3 separate regions of the Mus musculus genome follow, and regions 1 and 2 are each linked to region 3. A link is a contact called in public promoter capture Hi-C data. All regions are on one chromosome and are shown on one strand. Each heading gives the region's core, a stretch centred on a gene start, on an enhancer-like site or on the middle of the called end of the contact. The rest is flanking DNA. Distances are from core to core; before and after follow the strand shown. Region 1 overlaps Ndc1 (NDC1 transmembrane nucleoporin). Region 2 holds the start of Zyg11a (zyg-11 family member A, cell cycle regulator). Region 3 holds the start of Magoh (mago homolog, exon junction complex core component).

Evidence for each region. Promoter capture Hi-C pulls out the DNA fragments that hold promoters and counts their contacts.
Region 1: a contact with region 3 is called in a promoter capture Hi-C map of hippocampal neurons, with 3 times the contacts expected there. The contact joins the enhancer-like site here to the promoter of Magoh in region 3. A contact is called at or near these places in 7 of 39 promoter capture datasets (the 3T3-L1 cell line, the C10 cell line, embryonic stem cells and 3 more), 1 of 115 datasets of contacts at active chromatin or transcription factors (bone marrow-derived macrophages) and 1 of 9 other capture datasets (embryonic stem cells).
Region 2: a contact with region 3 is called in a promoter capture Hi-C map of stem cell-derived epiblast-like cells, with 3 times the contacts expected there. The contact joins the promoter of Zyg11a here to the promoter of Magoh in region 3. A contact is called at or near these places in 13 of 39 promoter capture datasets (the C10 cell line, the HPC-7 cell line, cranial neural crest and 10 more), 4 of 115 datasets of contacts at active chromatin or transcription factors (bone marrow-derived macrophages, embryonic stem cells and forebrain) and 1 of 9 other capture datasets (adipose tissue).

The regions. Positions count from the first base shown.
Region 1 is chr4:107,384,703-107,388,612 of GRCm38.p6, forward strand. It overlaps Ndc1 (NDC1 transmembrane nucleoporin), which reads left to right. Exons shown (of 18, transcript NM_028355.4): 9 at 84-176; 10 at 1,894-1,975. Among named protein-coding and RNA genes, the nearest start is that of Ndc1, 19 kb to the left of the region's middle. Within about 2 kb of position 2,504, at least 15 of the 459 cell types and tissues checked have an H3K27ac peak or open chromatin away from gene starts, as enhancers often do. A contact at or near this core is called in hippocampal neurons and liver, where this site is marked.
Region 2 is chr4:108,216,403-108,220,184 of GRCm38.p6, forward strand. It overlaps Zyg11a (zyg-11 family member A, cell cycle regulator), which reads right to left and starts at 1,641. Exons shown (of 14, transcript NM_001167936.3): 1 at 1,431-1,641. The coding sequence starts at 1,520.
Region 3 is chr4:107,878,149-107,882,314 of GRCm38.p6, forward strand. It overlaps Magoh (mago homolog, exon junction complex core component), which reads left to right and starts at 1,607. Exons shown (of 5, transcript NM_001282737.1): 1 at 1,607-1,797; 2 at 2,745-2,803. The coding sequence starts at 1,710.

The DNA.
Region 1 (3,910 bases), core at 1,254-3,753, 490 kb before region 3:
AGGTCAGGAACAGAAATCCCGTCATGTCACATTAAAGAATGTGTCTGATTACATTAAAGAATGTGTCTGATTGTATCCGACAGGCGCATGTGTTCCCTGTTCAGCCGCCTTTTGCAGAAGCCTCAGATGAATGCCTTCCTAAAGTCTTAAACAGCAACCCCCCACGCATCGTAAAGGTACCACAAGCGTGCATCTTAGGACTTCACAGTTATCTTTGACTTACCTTACAGAATTAGAGTCACAGCATAGCTAGGCATTTCGATATATTTTTTTGAGGGCCTAGAATAGTGGTTTTCAACTTGTAGGTTGTGACCCATTCACAGGGGTTGCCTAAGACCATCCTGAAAACCCAGATATTTACATTATGACTCATAATAGTAGCAAAATTACAGCTATGAAGTAGTAATGAAAATAATTTTATGGCTGGAGGTCCACACAACGTGAGGAACGTGAGGGTCGCAGCATCAGGAAGGTCAAGAACCACTGCTCTAGAATCTTCTAGTATTGGTATTGTAAAAATTACCTACTTGCTAGCTAGTCTTTTTTTTTTTTAATTCAAGTGATTAAATATGACAGTAAAGCACCACCCTGTGTATGTACCTGCTATGTGTGTATGTTTCCCAGGATGGCTTTGAACTCTAGGACTCATGTTGTCCTTGTGTCTCAGCTTCCTGAATAGTGATGAGCACGGCCGTGTGCTACCACACTAGCTAAGTCAGCTATTGATCATAGGAGACGTGTAAGATGCACCTCTCTCGAACAGAAGGTGCTAGCCAACTAAATGCAGAGCGTAGACGAACCATTCCAGCTAGTCCAGCAGGAACACTAGTGTGCTTTTAAATTGCTGTATCAGGTAGTGTGATACACAAGATGCTTGTAATTCTAAAACAAATCATAATCATAAAAGTTAAATAAGTTTACAAATCAAACTAAAAATTTTGTTTGATTCAGATTATAATTTGAAATTGTAAAGGAAATCTAAGTATAACAGGATATGTCTTACCCTGTTAAAAGATCATAGTGCCTTATTTATATTTTTTGGTTTTTGAGACAGGATCCTGCTATGTAGGCCAGGTTGGAGTTGATTTTGCAATTCTCGTGCCTAAGCCACATTCTAAGTGCTAAGATAACAGGCATCTTCTGGCGTGCGCAGCTGGATTAGTACTTTAAAATCAGTTAAAAGAAATGGAGCCCAGTGTTTTTGGCATAGTCTAGAGAAGCATAAACAAGTAGGAAAATGAGCTATTGCAGCACTAATTGCTAGTAAGTGTTAGCCATTCGTTTGGCCACTTACTGAATCTTTATTAGAAGGTCAGTTGTCAGGTGCTGTGGGTTGTGTTGGGTAGGACAATGACTAAGACACATGACAGTGCTAGGTTTCTACTGGCAAGAGCAGTGGCACCACCGTCTCCCCTGGTCCCAGTACCAGACGCTCAGAACTGATGCTTTGAAGAAATAAAGAGGCTTGTCCAGGAGAAGGTAGCTTTTCGGAAAGAGCAAAAAATGAGTGTTTTGTGTGTTAGGCCCTGCCATTGGATGTAGCAGTAGTGAGCAAGGCCATGTCCCTGTTCCTATGGGCCTCGCACTGCTGAGTAGAAGCAGATGAGGCAGCAGGCACAAGTGCTGTGGCCCAGATCTGGGGGCGGGGGCGGGACCGGGGCAGGAACTTATAGGAGGAGGGGGTATTGGAGTTAACCCTACAGACCTGAAAAAAAAAAAAAAATACAGAGCTCTGTAGTTCCTGTAAGTAGCCAGAGCCTAGAGTGTGTGGGGAGGTAGAGGCATGCATGAGAGTTAGAAGGGAAGTTGTGATTCCTTGGATATTTATGTGCCTACTTTTTACATATGATTTTGTTAAAGCTTTAACAGTCTGTCTTTCTTTGTTCCTTTTAGTATTTGGCCTTACAGGACCTGATGCTGCTTTCTCAATATTCTCCTTCTCGGAGGCAAGAAGTTTTCAGTCTCAGCCAACCAGGTATTGCTGAGAGTCATAGACTTAATTGGGCTCGTGCGTGCTCAGAGTGCCCCAGAGCCTTTGAAAGAGAGGTATGGTTTGTCCTCACTGCACCTCTGAGACCTTAGATGAACACTGGACTGAATATTACATGGCCCAAGTGGTGACACTGCTGAGTAGATTTATGTCACCAGGGAAAAGCATTGATTTGTAGATATTCATTTTTTCTTTTTTTTCAGCTCCTTAAATACCTGAACCTGAAGAAATTGTGTACTAAGTGTCTTATCAGAAAAGTTCAACCTAGGAATCTTAGCTCTGGTAATGCCATTGAGGACTTAAAAACCAGGTGACTTCCCCTAGATGGGAGTAAGGATTGGAGTCCGATTTATCTTTTGACTCCATGGACGTAGCTCTCTGCTCCTGCTAGGTTACGCTGCCTCCCTTAGAAGAAAAGTTAGCCAGAAACTGGATTTGTTAGTGACTGAGGGTGACTTTGGCAGGCCTGGTGTTCTCTGCTGTGCTTGCCAAGACTGTACAAGCTCAAGACTGACTTTGCCAGAACTCTCACCATGTTCCTGGCGTGGAACTGGTCCAGCCTAGTCCTATCCCCAGTGGGAAAGAAAGGGCCTGGGTAACCTTTCATCTGCTTTCTAATTAGCTCTCAATCATTTTGCAAAGCTTGCCAATTCCCAGACTGTAAAAAGATCATCTGTAGTTAAATGTGATGTGGAAATGAAACCCAGTTATATAAAAATATAATTGATCAGAGCTGCTTTCTTTTTAGCGCTGAGAAATCCAGTGCTGGGTTGTGGAGAAAACGAGGCCGCTGTGCTTTCTGTCACACTTGGGCTTTCTGTCACACTTGGGCTCTTCTTCTGCACTTTGTTATTCAAGCAACTACAAAATAGCATGTGCTTCGCCAGAGGCCTGCTCTGGGGCATGTGATTGAAGGTTAATTAGAATATCACACAGCTCCTAGCTGTCCGGAGTTGCATCTCAGTCTGATGAGGATCTTGTGTGTGCTTGCTGGTTAGGCGACGGTCCCTGCACGTGGTAGGAAAGGAGTGTGTTTCAGAGGGATCTGTGTGATGAGGGGCTGAGTGACATGAGATGGGAGGAGTTTACAGTGCCTTCTGCTGTTCTTAGCACGCCATGGCACATGTGACAACTCTTAATAGGCAAAGGGCTTGGGAATCAAAGACAGGTGAGGGTGTTTGTTTGTTTGTTTTTCTTTAAGAATGAGAACTATTAGTTCATGTTAAATAACATAATGGCCCATATATAAGATCTCTAAGTATGAAAAATTGAATCGTAGAGTTGTGTGTGCTTAATTTTGGTGTATGAATTTTTTGCCTTTGTTTGTTTGTTTTTGTTTTTTGAGACAGCGTTTCTCTGTGTAGCCCTGGCTGTCCTGGAACTCACTCTGTAGACAAGGCTGGCTTCAAACTCAGAAATCCTCCTGCCTCTGCCTCCTGTGCTGGGATCAAAGGTGTGCGCCACCACGCCCAGCGCCTTTTTTGTTTTTTTTTTTTTTAAATATACTAAAGTTTAAAATAGATTTTAAAAATTAGAAAGAGAGCAGGGCGTGGTGGCACACGCCTTTAATCCCAGCACTCGGGAGGCAGAGGCAGGCGGATTTCTGAGTTCGAGACCAGCCTGGTCTACAAAGTGAGTTCCAGGACAGCCAGGGCTATACAGAGAAACCCTGTCTCAAAAAAAAAAAAACCAAAAAAAAAAAAAATTAGAAAGAGTAAAGGTCATTGTCAAACAGCCAAGCCACTCCTAGAGACAGCATAACAAATGCTGGCTGCTTTTTTTAAACTTTTGAGACATGGCTACATGGCTGCCCTGGACTTAGCTCTGTGGCCTCAAACTCAGAGATCCACCTGGCTGCACCAGCATACCTGGTGTGGATATTGGCTCTTACACATAGTCTCTCCTTTATTTATCTTGGAA
Region 2 (3,782 bases), core at 391-2,890, 340 kb after region 3:
GATAATAACCAGAAAAATTACAGATACCATATATACACTAAAAAGATAATTTAAGGCTGGGTGGTGGTGGCACACACTTTTAATCCCAGCACTTGGGAGGCAGAGGCAGGTGGATTTCTGAGTTCAAGGTCAGCTTGGTCTACAGAATGAGTTTCAAGACAGCCAGGGCTACACAGAGAAACCCTGTCTCGAAAAAGAAAAAAAAACTCCATGAAGATTTCAAATTCCAATAAATTTGATAAACCGAATGAAGTAGAGAATACATTTCTTGATAGATATTACCAAAGCAAAATCTGTTATAGTTCTGGGAATGCTGTCCCCCCCCCCCCCCCACTTCTTTTTTTCCACTTTGGACAGTTTCTCTGTGTAGCTTTGGCTTCCTGGAACTCACTCTGTAGACTAGGTTGGCCTCAAACTAACTCCTGAGTGCTGGGATTAAAGACGTGTCCCACCATGGCTCAGCAAATGTTGTCTCCTTTTATAAATATGGAGATATACAAAGAACTAACTTTATTAACTCCCAAAAAATACATAGGCATATGAGTTAAAACCTGCAAGGCCCGAGGAGTAGCTCACTTGGTAAGACGCTTGTCTTGTAAGCAGGGACAAGCAGAAAGAAGCTGGGTCCCCTGTCACTTGCTTGTAATTGTAACCCCAGTATTGTTGAGAATGCAAGGCCAGCCTGAGTTACTTAGTGAGTTCCAGACCAGCCTGATCTTGGGTGGAATTTTATTTCCAGAATAAAATTAAAATAGGGGCTAAGGAGATGGCTCAGAGGTTAAAAGAGGGCACAGGGTTCTTCTAGAGGCCGAAACTCTGTTCCCAGCACCCACATCTGCCTGTCACCGGTGTATTTTTCGCTGTCCCCCACCCCACCCCCGCCAGGTACTGAGCATCCAAGATCACTAAGTTCTAGTGTAGACCCAGTCACCCTCGGGCTCGCCGCCTTCCGCACTCGGTTCCTGGGGCAGGTGGGTGGGCGACTTAGGGGAGCCGCTGCGTGGGGCGCTAAGAGGAGGCGGCTCGGGGCCCTGAGGAGAGGGGCGGGTCTGTGCTTGCTGAGGTGAGGCCATCTGAAGGGAGCGGGCTGAGGAGACCGGGCGGGCTGGAGGTCTGAGGAGAGGAGCGGGGCTAGCCTGAGGGGGTGGCGCCTGCGCGCAGCGGGGGGCTCAGTATGGCTGGGGTTCGAACTCGGGCGCCTTCCTCAGCAGCGCAGCGAACAGGAACCCCGCGAGGGCTGGACGCGGCGTCCACGGAGCCTGGAGCCCGGAGCCCGGGCCGGCCTGCCGGCGACTTCCAGGGAACCGTCACGCCCAACTCGCCGCCCGCCCGCCCGCCCGGAGGAGGCCGCCCCGCACCAGCCCGCCCGCCCGCGGGCCGCGCTGCACGACGGGCGGACGCCCCGGAGCCCGGACGGCGGCCACACTCACCTGCACCAAGCAGTGGCCCTGCGCGTCCTGCTGGGCGTCGGGCAGGACGAGGGCCCGCGGCCACAGCAACGGATGCAAGAAATGGACCATGACGCCGACGCCGCCCACGCGAGCCCGGCCGCCGACGTCGCGCCCCGGCGCCCCGGAGGAGAGCGCAGGAAGGTCGCCCGGCACGGGAGGAGAGCTCAGGAAGGTCGGCCGGCGTTTGAATGGCCGCCCCACGCCGCGCACAGGTCCGCCGCGACCCCGCCCCCGCCGCACGCCCAATGGTCCTCGCTCTCCAGCCTCAGCCACCCAACTCCTATTCACTCCTCGGAGGCCGAGCGCCCTGAGACCCACGCTGCCGAGGGCGTTCGCATAGCACGCACAGCGTTCCTCATTGTACATTTTTATTTTGTTTCTTCTTTTTATGGGGGGGTATTTTGTGGGGGGGGGGTGTTTTTTTGTTTGTTTGTTTTTTGTTTGGTTGGTTTTGGTTTTGAAATAAGGTTTCTCTGTGTAGCCCTGGCTGGTCCTAGAACTCCAAGTTCATAGACGTCCACCGGCCTCTGCCTCCAAAGTACTGGTATTAAAGAAGTAGCCACCCACCAGGGCTTGATTTTTTTTTTTTTTTTTTTTTTTGAGTTAGATAAGGAATCTAGAGCGCATTGTAGGCCAGGGCTCTACCACGTGCCAGATTTTTAAGTGCTTTAAACAAATTAAAAAGCATTTTCAAAGGCTTTGCCCCAGATACCAGTCACGTTTTGACTCCTTGATGAGGATTAACGGTACAAAATATTTCTAGAGGCTGCTAACCTGGTTGGAAGGGGACAGAGTGCAGTGTTAACGTCTGCTTACACACACGACACGCACACACAATAAAATTTCAAAAACAAAACACAGCACCTATTTTTATAAGAGCACAGGGAAGTGGAAACAGGATCAAAGGTTGAAGGTTTTCTTCTGAAAACTAGTTTGAAACTAACCTCAGCCCCCATTACTTTAAGACCATCTTATTTAACATACAACTATTGCTCGGATCCAGGCCAATGCTGTTAAGAGACCTAGACAGACAGGTGAAAGGCAGAGACAGAGAGCCCAATCTCTTGGATTGCTGGGGGTATCTGAAGCCTAATTTTTATCAACTACATGTAAGATCAGGTGAGAGCACACAGGCAGAAACCAGGATTGCTAAAGATAAGGTTTGTACTCAGGCACTTCCCAGGCTCGTGCTAGATGAAGGAATTCAAATGTTAAAATTAGTTTTCAAGAACAAAGGACCAGGCTACGCTTCCCTCAGCGGTCTGTTTTCTTGTTCACCAGCCTGGAATTTGCATTATAGCTGAAGATGACCTTGAACTGATTCTTCCACTTCCACCTCCCAAGGTGCAAGGTGAGTTGTATACAGCTGTCCTTGAAAGTAACTACAAAGCTAGCGATGCGGGGGCGTGGCTGCTAGCCATGTGGGGGCGTGGCTGTTAGACCACTCACTCCGCACACTGCAAGAACAGAATTTTAGGAATGAGAACAAGCCATTGCGGAAACTGAAGGTTAGAAGTAAGAGCCAGGATGAAGGGATTTTACCTGGGAAAGCATGGGCCTTTGATCCCAGCACTCGAGGGAGGCAGAGGCAGATTGAACTCTGTGAGTTCTGGACTGGGTAGGGCCAAAATAAATCAAAGACTCATTATTCAAATTTGTGATTTAAGTTGGCATGGCGGTGGTGAACGTCTGCAATCTCAGAATTTGGGAGACACAAGAGTCAGGAGTGCTGGCCCAAAACCTAAATATATCGCATTTGAAAGACTGTCTGGATTTCTGTTCTTAAAGTTTATTTTACAGTTATATATGTGTATGTTATGTCTTTTGTTTGTGGCAGGGTTTTGTTACTGCTGGTGTGTGTGTGTGTCTATGTCTGTGTGTGTGTATGTGTCTATGTCTGTGTGTGTGTCTTTGTGTCCTGCATACACAGTAGGACCTGGGGGTCAAATTCAGGTTGTGAGGTAAATGCAGCCAGTGTTTTACCCACTGAAACCCCAGGACTTTATTCTGACATTGTTTTTCTATTTATTGTTGGTCATTTAAAAAGTAAACAGCCAGGTGTAGTGGTGCACGCCTTTAATCCTAGCACTTGCAAGGCAGAAGCAGGTGGATTTCTGAGTTCGAGGCCAGCCTGGTCTACAGAGTGAGTTCCAGGACAGCCAGGGCTACACAGAGAAACCCTGTCTCAAAAAACCAAGCGTGCCCCCCCACCCCCTCCAAAAAGAAAGAGTTTAGTGGCACACATCTTTAATCCTGGCACTTAGGAGGAGGCTGAAGTAGGTGGGTTTCTGTGAGTTTGAGGCCAGCCTGCTCTACATAGAGAGTTCCAGT
Region 3 (4,166 bases), core at 357-2,856:
GTCCTGCAAAGGCAGGTGGATATCTGTACCCCAGCCCAGTCTGGCCAATATAGTGAGTTTCAGGCCAGCCAGGGCTACACAGCCAGACCCTGTCTCAGAGAACAAGAAACAAACCAGTGGCAGGGCAGAGAGTGGTGAGACGACATCTCTGGTAACGATGTGTGTCAATTCTTTTTTTTTGAGACAGGGTTTCTCTGGCTGTCCTGGATCTCACTCGGTAGACCAGGTTGCCCTCGAACTCAGAAATCCGCCTGCCTCTGCCTCCTGAGTGCTGGGATTAAAGGCATGTGCCACCACACCTGTCGTGTGTCAATCTTCTATGACTAGAATTTACCGTATTTCACCTACTTGACCTTAAAATTCCCGCACCAGAAATTTGACCTTTCACAGAGGTCAACTTTGGCTCTTGAAAATGAACCTCTTGGGTAGTGGTCTCCACATTTGACCCACCTCGTTTTTGTTTCAGTTTGTGTGTGTGTATCTTACTTGGTAGTCCTGACTGGCCTGGAACTCACTATGCAAAGAGCAGTCTAGGCTTAAACTCACAGAGGTCTACTCCACTCTGCCTCTGAAGTGCTGGGATCAAAGGCATTGGCCACCATGCCCAGTTCTCACCTGGGTATTTTTTTAGAGGCTTCAGTGAAACTGGATTCTGTCAGCATGTGGCTAGGGCTGAGAATCGCTGCTAAATAAGATGACCAGTAGGAGCCGGGCGGTGGTGGCGCACACCTTTAATCCCAGCACTTGGCAGAGGCAGGTGGATTTCTGAGTTTGAGGCCAGCCTGGTCTACAGAGTCAGTTCCAGGACAGCCGGGGCTACACAGAGAAACCCTGTCTCGAAAAACAAAACAAAACAAGACAAAAAAGCCTAGTAGGGATCCAACATTCATTTAACCGACCCACAACACCTATCTAGACATGTTAGCTTGAAAGGGAAGAATGAAAGGCAACTCGTTCATGAGTGGTGACCCTCGTGAGGATGAGGTAGGAGGGTTTGTGGTTTCAGGTCAGTCTGGATCAGGTAGCAGTACTCTGCCTACACGTAAAATAAAGAAATAGCAGAAAGGGATGTTAGCTAAATGCAGGCAAGTTTCAGGCAACATTGTGGAATGGGAAAGGAGTCATTCTTAAAAGACAGCTAAGTAAAGCCAACTTTATTTTTCGGGACAGGGTCTTAGTATGCAGCCACTGGTCTCAAACTCTCATTACGCTCTTTAGACATTTACTACTAATCTCCCGCCTCAGAGCCACCTCCTGATCTACACACTGGGGAGTGGAAGAAGGCGGGGGATGGGGGTGGCAGCGTACTCATAGATGAGCAAATCATTTTGCCTCCTTTTACTGTGGAAACCCATCTAGGTTCAGAGTGTGAATAACCTCGTTCGACTCACTTGTCTCTTTAAATTGAGGTTGCGCCTGACAGGACTCTAGCGCTCAGTGTTGGGCTGAAACCCAGATGCAGTTCTCGGATCCCAAGATCTTCCAGAACTCTCGATATACAACCAAGGGGGCGTGGCGATCTTGACCCAGCGTCTAGGGGAGGGGGCGTGGTAATCTCGTTCCCGCCTCCGGAGAGTGAGAAACTCTTAGTGTCGCGGTGGCAGACGTCATTTCCGCGCGCCACCATTACGCCAGTATAAGACGTAGACCGCAGGCCGTGGTAGTGTCATCCGTTCCTAAAGTTCCGTCCTCCTTGTCCCTTGCGAGGCATGGAGAGTGACTTTTACCTGCGTTACTACGTGGGCCACAAAGGCAAGTTCGGTCATGAGTTCCTGGAGTTTGAATTCCGACCTGACGGTAAGAGCGGCCTCCCGGCTGCGGGCAGTGGGACCGGCCCCGGGGAGGGCGGAGAGAAGGCGGGCTGCGGAATGTGGCGAAGCGAAGCAAGGGACGCCGACCACCGTGCTGTTGGGTCGTGAAAGAGGCATTCTTTTGTCGGCTTCATTGGTTCTTTCTCTTCATCCGCTGGCGATTCTCCTTCGTAGCTTTTTAAAAAGCCAGGTTGCTTACATTCAACAAAGATTTAATGTCCATCTGAGAATGGGCTGTTTGTTTTCCAGTCTGGGGACAGAGCAACAAAAATAAATTTTCCCCTCTCGTGGAACATGTGTTTCAGAGCCGGAAGAAACCACAGCGATCTCTTGTAGTGTGGAGTGATCAAAAAGTAAGGTCGCTTTTAAAGAGCAGTCTGAGGAGTGTGAATTTGAATTAAGCCGTAATTGAAAAGGGATCAATTTTTGAAGTACAGGAAGAAAAGCATCTACAGGAGTAGCAAGTGTCATAGGACCTCAAAGAGCCAGACATATCCAGGTGGTCACTGGGGTGACTGAGAGACAGTAGTAGGGGGTGATGTTAGTCAAGAGCCTCGCTATACAGGTGTTTGTAGTGCTTGCTTGCATACAGCTTCCTTAGTTTTCAAAGTCCTTTCCCAACCCAGTTGAACATCAGCATGTTCTTCTCTGTGCAGCTAAGATAGCATTAAAATTCCTGTTTACAGCTGAGAACGTGTTCTTTTGCTACATCATGGCAGCCTTTTCCCGGGACTCTAGTTTACTGTCAGGTCCTTCTTCTGTTGTTCAGTAGTTTCAAGTGAAGTACCAAAAACACTACTATCACAGCTGGGAAATGGGTTGAAACATTCGATATAATTTAGGCAAAGCTCATATTCTTTGGAGGGTAATGGTGCTTTGTTCATGTTTTCTAATACGTTGCATTCTTTTTTTTTTTTCTTTTTTCTTCCGAAGGTAAATTGCGATACGCCAACAACAGCAATTACAAAAATGACGTCATGATCAGGAAAGAGGTACAGACCTTTCCTTCACTACGACTTAGCCTTTGGTTTCCCATTGCTTATGTTCTCTCTGGTAATGAAAGATGAAGTGTAGGAAGCGAGCACTTATTTCTAAGCAGCTAGATTATTTCTCTGATTCACTCCCCCCCCCCCCCCAGTGCTGAATCAAAAGCTAGTAAGTGTTTGAAATCTGTGTGTCTTGGTTTGTACCCTCGGTGTGCCCCATACTGACCATGTGACCTCAAAACAAGTTCTCTGGCTGAACTTGGTCTCTGTGTTTTCATCTGTAAAACAAAGGATAAGAAAACCTACCTGTGACTCCCAAATGTTATCATAGAATTAAATATATTAGTCCCTAGTACATAGACTATGAAGACAGCATTGACTTTGCTTCTGAAGAGGAAACGGATCAGGGGAAAGTCTCAACCTCGAATTACGCTCTTTAGAGCTAAACCATAGACATTTACTACTACTCTCCCACCTCAGAGCCCCCTCCTGATCCACACACTGGGGAGTGGAAGAAGGCGGGGGATGGGGGTGGCAGCGTACTCATAGATGAGCAAATCATTTTGCCTCCTTTTACTGTGGAAACCCATCTAGGTTCAGAGTGTGAATAACCTCGTTCAAACAATATGTTGTTTAATCCTGATTATAAAAAGCCCATGTGACAAAGTATTCTGCCATACTTTCAATCAGGAAAATCATGGCCTAGATATTAAATCTGAGGATAGTTACTCTTGCTTGTAAGAGATAATGATAGGCATTTGGGCATATCTGAATCTCAGTAAAGGTCATGTGTTCCATTCTGCTGGGATTTCTACTATATCATTAAGGATATGACAGTATGTCTTCATACAATTTAGCAGTTAATTTTATGCCGAATCAGCATCATATCTTTTTCTCTTTGTTTGGTTTGGGTTGTTTGTTTGCATGACCTAGTGCTCCTCAGAAGCAGTTGGTAGAGTGCTTGTCTTCATGAGGCCCTGGGCTTCATCCTTAGCATCACAGAAACTGATCATGGTAGCCATGTTTATATGTCAGCACTGGGGAGGTGAAAGCAAGAAGCTCAGAAGTTTAAGATCACCAAGGCCAGGCTGCGAGGCATGAAACCTTGTCTGTAAGCAGCAGGGTGTATCAGTTGTCTGTTACCACTATAACAATATATCTGACAGAGGCTATTGCCGGATTATTGTCAGGAATGATACAGACCTGCAATTCCATGACTTTGTAGTTGAAGGCATGGGGATTAGAAATTCAAGTTGGACTCAGTAATGGTGGTGGTGATGGTATAAGACTTTTATCACTCGGGAGGCAGAATGAGACGAATCTCTGAGTTTGACGACAGCCTGATATACAGAGCAAGTTCCAGGTCTGT